3 separate regions of the Zea mays genome follow, and regions 2 and 3 are each linked to region 1. A link is a contact called in public Hi-C data. All regions are on one chromosome and are shown on one strand. Each heading gives the region's core, a stretch centred on a gene start, on an enhancer-like site or on the middle of the called end of the contact. The rest is flanking DNA. Distances are from core to core; before and after follow the strand shown. Region 1 holds the start of LOC100280884 (complex 1 protein containing protein). Region 2 holds the start of LOC100273777 (putative DUF231 domain containing family protein). Region 3 has its middle 110 kb from the start of LOC103637620.

Evidence for each region. A called contact is a pair of places that touch in the nucleus more often than the background predicts.
Region 2: a Hi-C map of leaf shows a contact between it and region 1, with 2.1 times the contacts expected there. The contact joins the promoter of LOC100273777 here to the promoter of LOC100280884 in region 1. A contact is called at or near these places in 4 of 25 Hi-C or Micro-C datasets (ear, endosperm, leaf and 1 more).
Region 3: a Hi-C map of leaf shows a contact between it and region 1, with 6 times the contacts expected there. The contact joins the enhancer-like site here to the promoter of LOC100280884 in region 1. A contact is called at or near these places in 2 of 25 Hi-C or Micro-C datasets (ear and leaf).

The regions. Positions count from the first base shown.
Region 1 is chr1:88,190,932-88,193,951 of Zm-B73-REFERENCE-NAM-5.0, reverse strand. LOC100280884 (complex 1 protein containing protein) reads right to left here and starts at 1,522. Exons shown (of 3, transcript NM_001153804.1): 1 at 1,366-1,522.
Region 2 is chr1:88,446,388-88,449,407 of Zm-B73-REFERENCE-NAM-5.0, reverse strand. It overlaps LOC100273777 (putative DUF231 domain containing family protein), which reads right to left and starts at 1,445. Exons shown (of 4, transcript NM_001148180.3): 1 at 851-1,445.
Region 3 is chr1:87,987,849-87,990,868 of Zm-B73-REFERENCE-NAM-5.0, reverse strand. No RefSeq gene overlaps it. Among protein-coding and RNA genes, the nearest start is that of LOC103637620, 110 kb to the right of the region's middle. Within about 2 kb of position 1,383, at least 20 of the 20 cell types and tissues checked have an H3K27ac peak or open chromatin away from gene starts, as enhancers often do. A contact at or near this core is called in ear and leaf, where this site is marked.

The sequences.
Region 1 (3,020 bases), core at 273-2,772:
ATGCATGTATAGGGCTTAACTAACTGCATATAATTGGCTAGTTTCAGAACCACAGTTTTTTTCACCAGGGCCTGCTTTCTGCCACCATTATCAGTTGTGCACATTATGAATTGATCACCATAAATCTGCATTTATATTATGTGATCAAAATACTTATATAGTCAATTTTTATGATACATGTTTTTTATGATGGTGCCAACTCTGCAAGTCATAGACAAGTCTGTATGCTTCATTATAATCCTTTAACCATGCGTCGAAGATAAGACACTGCTGGTTAATTCAAAAATATGGCACGCATATTAAGTGAGCGGAACTTTGATAAACATGAACCACAGATATGTTGCTTATTATCACAGTTTCATAGTAATAAACTATTATCGCATAGAGCCCTTTAATATCCATGTAAGCACAACAAGAACTATGGCTGATAAGGCAGGGGCCTCTTACGGGGATGTTTTCAACACAGTTTTTTTGACACTGTACAATAAGTTTAATACAAAAGAATTTGTGTATGTAGAAGATTTTGTTTTCCTAGGAAAAATAATACACCACGAACCTATGATGGCAATTTTAGTAGGACAGGATCAGAAATGGGCTAAAGTACAGCAAGGCATCACTTGGGAGAAAAAAAGACTACTCATGTTAAGCATGGTCACTATCAAAGTTTTTTCTTGACTCTGCTGCTACTACTAACACCAATTTGAGGACTTTAGCAACTGTCCCTTGCTTCCCAGCTCGATGTTCATCGGTTAGTATCTAATCACGATGGTTCTCAGATAAGCTGCAGCATGCCAACATCCTATGCCCTCTTTCCTACTTCTATGTGCAGAAATGGGCCAGAGATCAAGGCTTGTTGCAGGAAGCCTGGAACATAACTGCAACAAGGTGACGAACCCAGTGAAAGACGTGTATACACATGTACACCAAATAATATTTTATACAATATGAAAAAAATGAAGTTTGTAGGCACAAAACATGTATACTACACAGGGCCTATTTGGGTCCGTTTTCACTCTTCACTAAAAATTAGCAGCTAAAACTAGTACTAGCTAGTGGATCCAAATATAACTGCTAATTATTAGATGGTGCTGGTACCTATTAGTTCCACTAGCAGGTTTGAAGTTGCTAATAGGTGCTAATAGCAATTAACTGTCGAACCACCTTATTAGCTAGTGAATCCAAACACCCACTACTAAAATTAGCTAGCTAAAAAATAGCAGTTATTAGCTAGCTAATGTTTAATACTAATGGATCGAAACATACACTAAGTAATTGTATCAGATCAGATACGAATGCAAATAGCTTAAGCTAGTGTTTGGGCGCTCGGTTCCGCACAGCAGGAACGGAAGAGAAGGGGTGGGGTACCTGTTGGGTGCTGGTCGCCGGTGAAGGGCCCGAAGATGAAAACCTGAGCGCCTGGCGACTGGCGTAAGGCGGTGGCGGCGTTCGCCCACTCGTCGACACTAGAGAGAGAGGACACGGGAGAACCACGCGGGTCCGACCAATGCCTCTTCCTGGTCTCACTCACAAATGCAGTTTTCGGCCCATGTAAGCTAGAGTTCGGTCCAATCAACCGGTTTCGGCCTAGCCGGAGTTAAGCCCACAAAAGTGATATTTCTCTCTGTTTTACCGAAAAGTTATTAATATTGTCTTTTTATTGCTAGAACATCTGTTGATATAATTCCCGAACATTTTTTTTTGTGCGCACATTCCAACCGCCGTAAAACTTGTACTCTTATTTTTATTTATCGCATTTTAAGTTAAAAATAAATTAGCCGACGATAAATATTGAAGAACAAAGGTATTATTAGCAGCTAAAAAAAGCGACCCTTTTCACGTCTTCGTCGAGCCTCAGCCTGGTTCCTCAATCCTTTACCTCTGCTTGCATGTCGCAATGATCCATGCAGGTATTACCCCTGCATGTATATCGCAATGATCCATACAGGTATAGCGCTACGGCGCAGAGGAGGCCAGAAGCCAGATTGATTGCGCACGCACGTCCAAACCGGCGACGGGGGTGAGGGCTGGATGTCGAGGCTAAACCGCGGCGCAGGCGTTCCTTGAACCGACTTGGGGAGCGAGTGGAGTTCAGGTTCTCCAACCTTCGTGCCGGCCAGGTGACACTGAAGACTTTTGTTTGTTTGTTTCTCTCATTATTATACGTTGCGACTTGCGAGCTCGGTGATTTGTGCGAGGTCGAGCGGTCATTGGTTCCATCGTTAGGGTATGCATTAGGAATTTTAGGTAGGGGCAAGAATTGCAACTCAAGATTGAGCCGTTTGAATTCTGGGTTTGGAAAAAAATTGCCGTTGATGATTCAGTACTGCCATGTGATACGGCGATTTGTCCTCGTGTGATGGACCAGACAATCGATTCATAATCCATAGAATGATAGAATTGGATACATACATTGTTTGGCAGGTTGAAGTGTACATATGCACTCTTTGTAGTAGAAAAAGAGTTTCCTCCTTGGTGTTTAATGATAATTTTTTGCTACCTGGAGATAATTGTGCTTGTAGATGGCTCCACCTCTTCATGGTTTGTTGAGGAGTGTGCTTACATGTTATTCCTGATTATAATGAGCATGCAGCTTTAAGTAGTAACTGTGGCCCAGATTGATTGCAACTATATATGATTGTATAAGGGTCTGGCATTTATTGTTCGGCACTTGTACTCATTTTGCTCATAATAGGCATGGTGACATGCATCATAAAACATATTGAGGAAACAATACATGTGCTATTTCATTTGTTCCATGATGGTGAAATATAAACACCAATTATGCTTGTGAATTCAGTGGTAATGTTGTGTGATGTCCTGAAGTACTCGAGTTTATTAATGTGATTTTGACTGACATTTATTCAATAGTTACTAGTGAGATAAGTCTGTTAATGTTATCTTCTATTTTATTGTTTCTAAACATGTGCCAGGCTGTTAATTTCTATAATCTTAGTGGACACATGCAAAACAATTGCCAGGTCAGTAAAGTGGCCGCTCTAATATGAATTTGCCAATGGCCT
Region 2 (3,020 bases), core at 196-2,695, 260 kb before region 1:
ATTCCTTGGAGACAACCTGATTTCATGGTCCTCCAAGCGACAGCACACGGTCTCACGGTCCAGCGCCGAGGCCGAGTACCGCGCTGTTGCAAACGGTGTCGCTGACGCGACGTGGCTACGACAGTTGCTTCTCGAGCTTCAGCACCCTCCCCGTCGTGCTACTTTGGTCTACTGTGACAACATTAGTGCTGTATATCTCTCTAGCAACCCTGTGCAGCATCAGCGGACAAAACATGTTGAGATCGATCTCCACTTCGTTCGAGAGAAGGTCGCCCTCGGTCACGTTCGAGTTCTCCATGTCCCTACGACATCTCAGTACGCCGACATCTTCACCAAGGGTCTTCCTACTTCTGTGTTCCAGGAGTTTCGGTCCAGCCTAACTGTTAGCGATGCTCCAGATTAGACTGCGGGGGAGTGTTAGCATGATGTAATTAGGCCTTGATTTGTGGATGTGATTGCGTCATTTATGGTAGGCTTGCATGCCTCCTATGCGCATATATATGTACTCCAGTTCACCCTCTTGGAATACAATCAGATATGGTATCGGAGCCAGTGGTCTCGAGTTCGAATCCTGGTTAGCACAATTAAATAAAATAATTGTTGCTCGCTCCTATATCCACGTCAGAGACCAAAAAGAGGCTCGACGTGAGGGGGGTGTTAGAATATAATATAAGTGAATTGTCCACCTTCTCCTATCAGCTTAAGCTTTTGGGTTGAATTGGTTGGTGCATGCAACTTAATACTAGGTACCATTCATGGTAATCTCAGAGTACTAGAAAGACTGCTCCTATAATAACTATGTTAAAAACTAAACAAACCAGGAAAGCAGCAGCATAGAGCACTCACTGACGTGTATTTGGCGAGCAGGACGGCACGGTGGTAAGCGACGACGACGTCCTCCTTGGGGAAGTAGCCTCCGCGCCACGCGCCACGCCGCTTCCACTTGCGGGCGCCGTCGTCCGCCGAGCGGAGCGCGCAGAGGAGCGCGACAACGAGGTTCTCAGACAGCGAGTCCCCCACGAGCCCAATCCGTCGCCCCCTGGCAGCGGCCAGGAACCCCGCGGCGTCGACCCTCGGCACGACGGCGCCGCCGCAGCGGGCGGGCGCCCAGGAGAGCGCCGCGAGCTGGGGCCTGCCGTTGCGGAGGCAGTTCCAGGCATTGCGGTGGAAGGGGCAGGACGGAGAATATAGTGGCGGCGGTGCGGGCGATGGGGTCGGCACCCACCGGCCGTCCGCCGCATCGGAGAGCGCGGCGCCGCAGGGGAGTGGCTGAGGCGGGGGCGAGCGCGGGCTTGGGGAAAATGGGAACAGGATGAGGAGGATGATGGTGAGGGCTATGGGGAGGAGGAGGACCAGAGGGAGGCGGAGGCGCGGCATTGCGCCCGCGTCTGGCGACGACGCGCACCCAGGCAGGCACCGCCCGCTTCCTCAGTTATTCTTTTCCCTCCCCCAGTCCCCCTTCCGGCCTTCCCTCTGGAGTCTGGATCTAACTTGGCATTTGGGTACCTCGTACCCTTGCTGGTTTGGGTTTCTGAGCTTTGCAATTTGCAAGTGGCATAGAGCAAATCTCCCTGGCAAGACTCTCTTACGCTTCTATCTGTGTATTAAAGTTACAGCAATCCAAACAGTTGACTTAATCCAAAACGGACAATCCAGTGCAGCAGTCTATAGATTGCAGCTGAAGCACTACCGTGCTCATAGTCACAGGACACCAAACCAACTATTCCAACATTCTCCTCTCTGGATCCATGGATGAACACCAATCCAGCATTGATCAGCCCCTTGGCATCAAATTAGACGAATTCAGCACTGCTCAATCTTCAAGGTGCGGAAGGAGATCCATCATTTTGCAATAAAAACAACATAAAAAACTCTGGACAATTTCGAAATCAGACCAAGCGTCTTAATACATATGCAAAAAAATTCATTATTGGCCCACCATTGATTACAAGATTTAGCTTTTATGAATCGCTATTGGTTTGATACGAATAACGGCAGTCGTTTCAGTATGTTGAGAATACAGATGTATCCACAATTCATTTAGAGTTACTTAATAGCCTATTTCTTATACTGTATCTCTATCCCGTGAAATTCTCGAGCCCAAAGATAGATGCATATGTTGTGTTTCATTTTGCTTAATGATATCAATTAAATGGTATATCAATTCTATAAATTAGATATAGCAATAAATAAATCAGCAAAATTCTTTTATTTTAGAGAGAAGAAATGTTTCTTCTATCTAAAATAAAAGAACGCACCCTTCTATCCAAATCCAATTTGCATCGATAAAATAAATCCAAATTCCAGATTCCAGCAGTAGATGAATAATTGCAAAATTTTATGTGTACGTGATTAGAATAACTTAAAAATAACTGACATAAATTTTTTTTCCTGATCAGAAAAATACATGAAAAAGAAAGGAGGTAGAAAAAAAATGTTGATTTATGGTTAAAGAAGAAAAACAAGAAAACAAGGGTTATGTTGAATTTCAAGTATTCAGTTTCACCAATAAGATACGGAGACTTGCTTCACATTTAGAATTACACAAAAAGATTTTTCATCGTAAAGAGGTCTACGAAGACTTTTGGGAAAACATCAACGTTCAAATCTCTATACTTTACTTTACTTTACTACAACTAGATTTCACAAAGGCATTCGTTGTTGTCCGCTCGCATTAATCTCCCTACGGTCGCTTAATGGTCGCTCCGCTCGTACAGTACCGCTTGGTATACGGAACCCTCCCCTTAGGGGGATGAACCCGTCTCCCTCGCTTCCCGCATAGGAAGGGAGCTAGGGCCTCTGCTTCCTTCCGTCAAGTGCACGACCCAATTGCAAGAGCGGAGCTCTACCAACTGAGCTATATCCCCCCGAGCCAAGTGGAGTATGCATGAAAGAGTCAGATGCTTCTTCTATTCTTTTCCCTAGCGCAGTTGGGCCATCCTGGACTTGAACCAGAGACCTTGCCCGGCCAATGTCCCAAGAATAGGTTGAGAGAGAATATCCCCTAGCTTGACTTCCAA
Region 3 (3,020 bases), core at 134-2,633, 200 kb after region 1:
GGTTTAAAAAATGAATTAGTGCATTATCTTATCACTACTCACTTTTTCGTTTGGTTCGTGGAATAAAATAAGTTGATTCATCGTCACCTCATTGTTCATAGTCAGTTAGTTAGTACGAATATGAGGAATATAATGAACACATGATGCACCACCTCATTTTAGATGAAGTGATTCCTCAAACAAATGTCTCTTGTGAACCTTGCTTTGGTCTGCCAATAGGTACTATTTCCTCCCTCCGTTTTAGATTACTGGACGTTTTTTATATACTTAGATGTAATGTATATTTAATACTCCGAAATGAGAAAATATTTTATAATTTAAAACTGAGGGAGTGCATGATTTCAGAGCATTTCAAGAACAGAGGTGCCATACTGAGGTGGTCATGACCATGTCTTGGACCAGGAAAAAGATCACCCATCCCATGCCACAATTTCGAATACGCAATTCAAGAATTTTACCGTCAGAAAACGATGAATGATCACAATAGCTAGCCCTATACACTGTGACGCCGAGACTACTCACAAATTTACAAGGTTAAAGTTAGCTACACCTGCACCGCAATCGAACCACGCACGACGCATGTGTATCATGTCATGACCCTCCGCCTCCACCGGCCGGCGCGCGCCGCGCCACCGCGTCTTCTCTCTGCTGCTCGTCTCTTATGGCCTCGATCATCGCGACCACGCGCTGCAGGACGGCCTCCTGATCGTCGTTGTCGTCGTCGAAGGCGGTCAACGCATCGGCGCCCCTGTCGCGGTCGGCGGCGTAGAGGCTGGCCACGGCGCAGCGGCACACGGGGCAGGAGTTGCGGACGTCGAGCCAGCGGTCGATGCAGGGCGCGTGGTAGAGGTGGCCGCACGCGGGGACGACCCTGACGCCGTCGTCTTCGCCGAAGGCGTCGAGGCAGATGGGGCAGTCCTCTGGCAGGCCCTTCTTCCTGGCGGCCGCGGCCGCGTACGGCAGCACGGGCGGCAGCGCGGCCGCGGAGGGGCGGAGGAAGAGCGACACGCCCGGGACGACCAGGTCGCGCATGACGCGGCGGCGCGCCCCCGCGATGGCCCGCTGCCGGGCGCAGCGGCAGTAGGTGCAGAGGAGGACGAAGCAGAGCAGGATGGACACGAACACCACGGCCGTGGCCGCGCCCGACGACAGGTTGAACTGCGCCCGCCCGCCGCCGCCGGACACGGGGCCGACCGCCGGCGTGGCGTGCGCGTCGCCCGTGGCCAGACGCCTACTCGGTCGCGCCGTGGCCATGCACAGCCGTGACCGGCTGCTCTGTGTGGGCGGGCGGCGTGGCGAGGGCAGGGACAGTTTTGCCTGGGTCATGCGTCGCGTACTCGTATATGTTTGTAGCGTTTGTAGGCCTGTAGCTGGAGCAATATGCCGGCTCGCGTCGTGTCGCGTCGCGCCTCGCGCCTCGTACTGTGGTAGTGTGCGGCCGAGGCATGTCGCTGTAGATGTACAACTTTGCATGTGAAGGAAAAAGGGTTGTTTCAACCAGTGGCGTGGCGCTTTTGAGCTCACAAATGGTGTGCTTTCAAACGGTAAAAATATAAACTACTTTACGATGGGGTAGAATGAATTTAGACTTTATTTTGTACTAGAAAGTGTGAGCTAAAAAATATGTTTTCCACCGCTCCCAATCTACTCATCACTCTCGAACCCCTCATAAATCATTTCATGGTCTATTTACTAAACAATTTTCGTCAAATGATTCACTTCTGCTATAGAATCACCCTATTAAAGAATCAGCTCTCGGAGCTAAATAATCATGTAGGGGAGCTCCACTAAACGAGTACTAAAAGAGTTTACAAAATATCGTAAATATATGTGTTTTTAATACTTTCTTTCGTGCAATTTACAATATCGTATGTATGCCTCCGGCGGTAGTGCCAGTCACGGTACAGCTTGTTTTTGACAATTCTACAACGAAAAGATAATTTGCAGCGTGCCACGCCCACACGGACACGGCCGTAGTTATCCAGCGCATGCGACCTAACCTTCAAATTCAGTCGCCGTCACGGCGGGGGCCAGGCAACGCCAGTCAGACAGCGGCGCGCCCCACCTTTTCTATCCATGCCATCTCACGAAACGGACAAGTGACTTTACACGGCCGCATGTACAGCCGATTTCGTGCGCTACGCATTGACGCGGTGACAACCGATAACCGCTACCCACCGATAACAATAAATCAGTGGCGACCGATAAAAACCGACCGATTTGACCAATTTAAATAAGTTTGAATTCGAACCGATTTACCGGTGAAAAACCACTCTAAACTACCGGTTTACTGTAAAATGAACCGGGTTTTACTGTTTTTTTACAGGAAAAAATAGAAAATTTTGACAAGATTTATTTTTAGTTTGCTCAATTCACATTGCACAGTAAATAGTAATTGATCCACACGATATGTGTTCACCAAAATAACATACAACATACATATGCAATCATAAACTCCAGTTCTCATGCAACAAACAATCATCAAACTTCACAATACTCAAATACAAGTTCTTTTACAACTCTTTGTTAGAAGCCAAAAAAGGCCTCGCGGACGGTCCAGCCCCGAGGCCGGACGGTCCGCGCGTGCGCAGAGACAATTAGGGTTCCTAGTTTCTCGCGGGATTTGATATCTAAAACCGTGGGATTGACTCGGAAAATCAGTTCGAAGCGGATCCAGACCTCCTCCTTTATATAGATGAAGGGCTACGACCGATTGAACCCCCGAACAATCGACCAAATCAAATCTATTCCTCGTTTTTACCTTACGCATTAGGAGTAGCTCTAGTTTAGCCCTAGTTTAGTATTCGAATCCTCAAATTCTTCACCTCTCTTCGACACTACGTCGATTGGAGTCTAGGTCGGCCTGCCGAGCCTAGACAACCCCTAGGATCTCTCCTCCCCAACGGGGTCCCTCCCGGCAGCGAGATCCAGGCGCCGCCGGCGACCTTCGCCGCCCCTGCGCACGCGCAGACCGTCCGGCCATCAGGCAGGGAACGCCAGCTCCTGTACCAGGTCGCGGA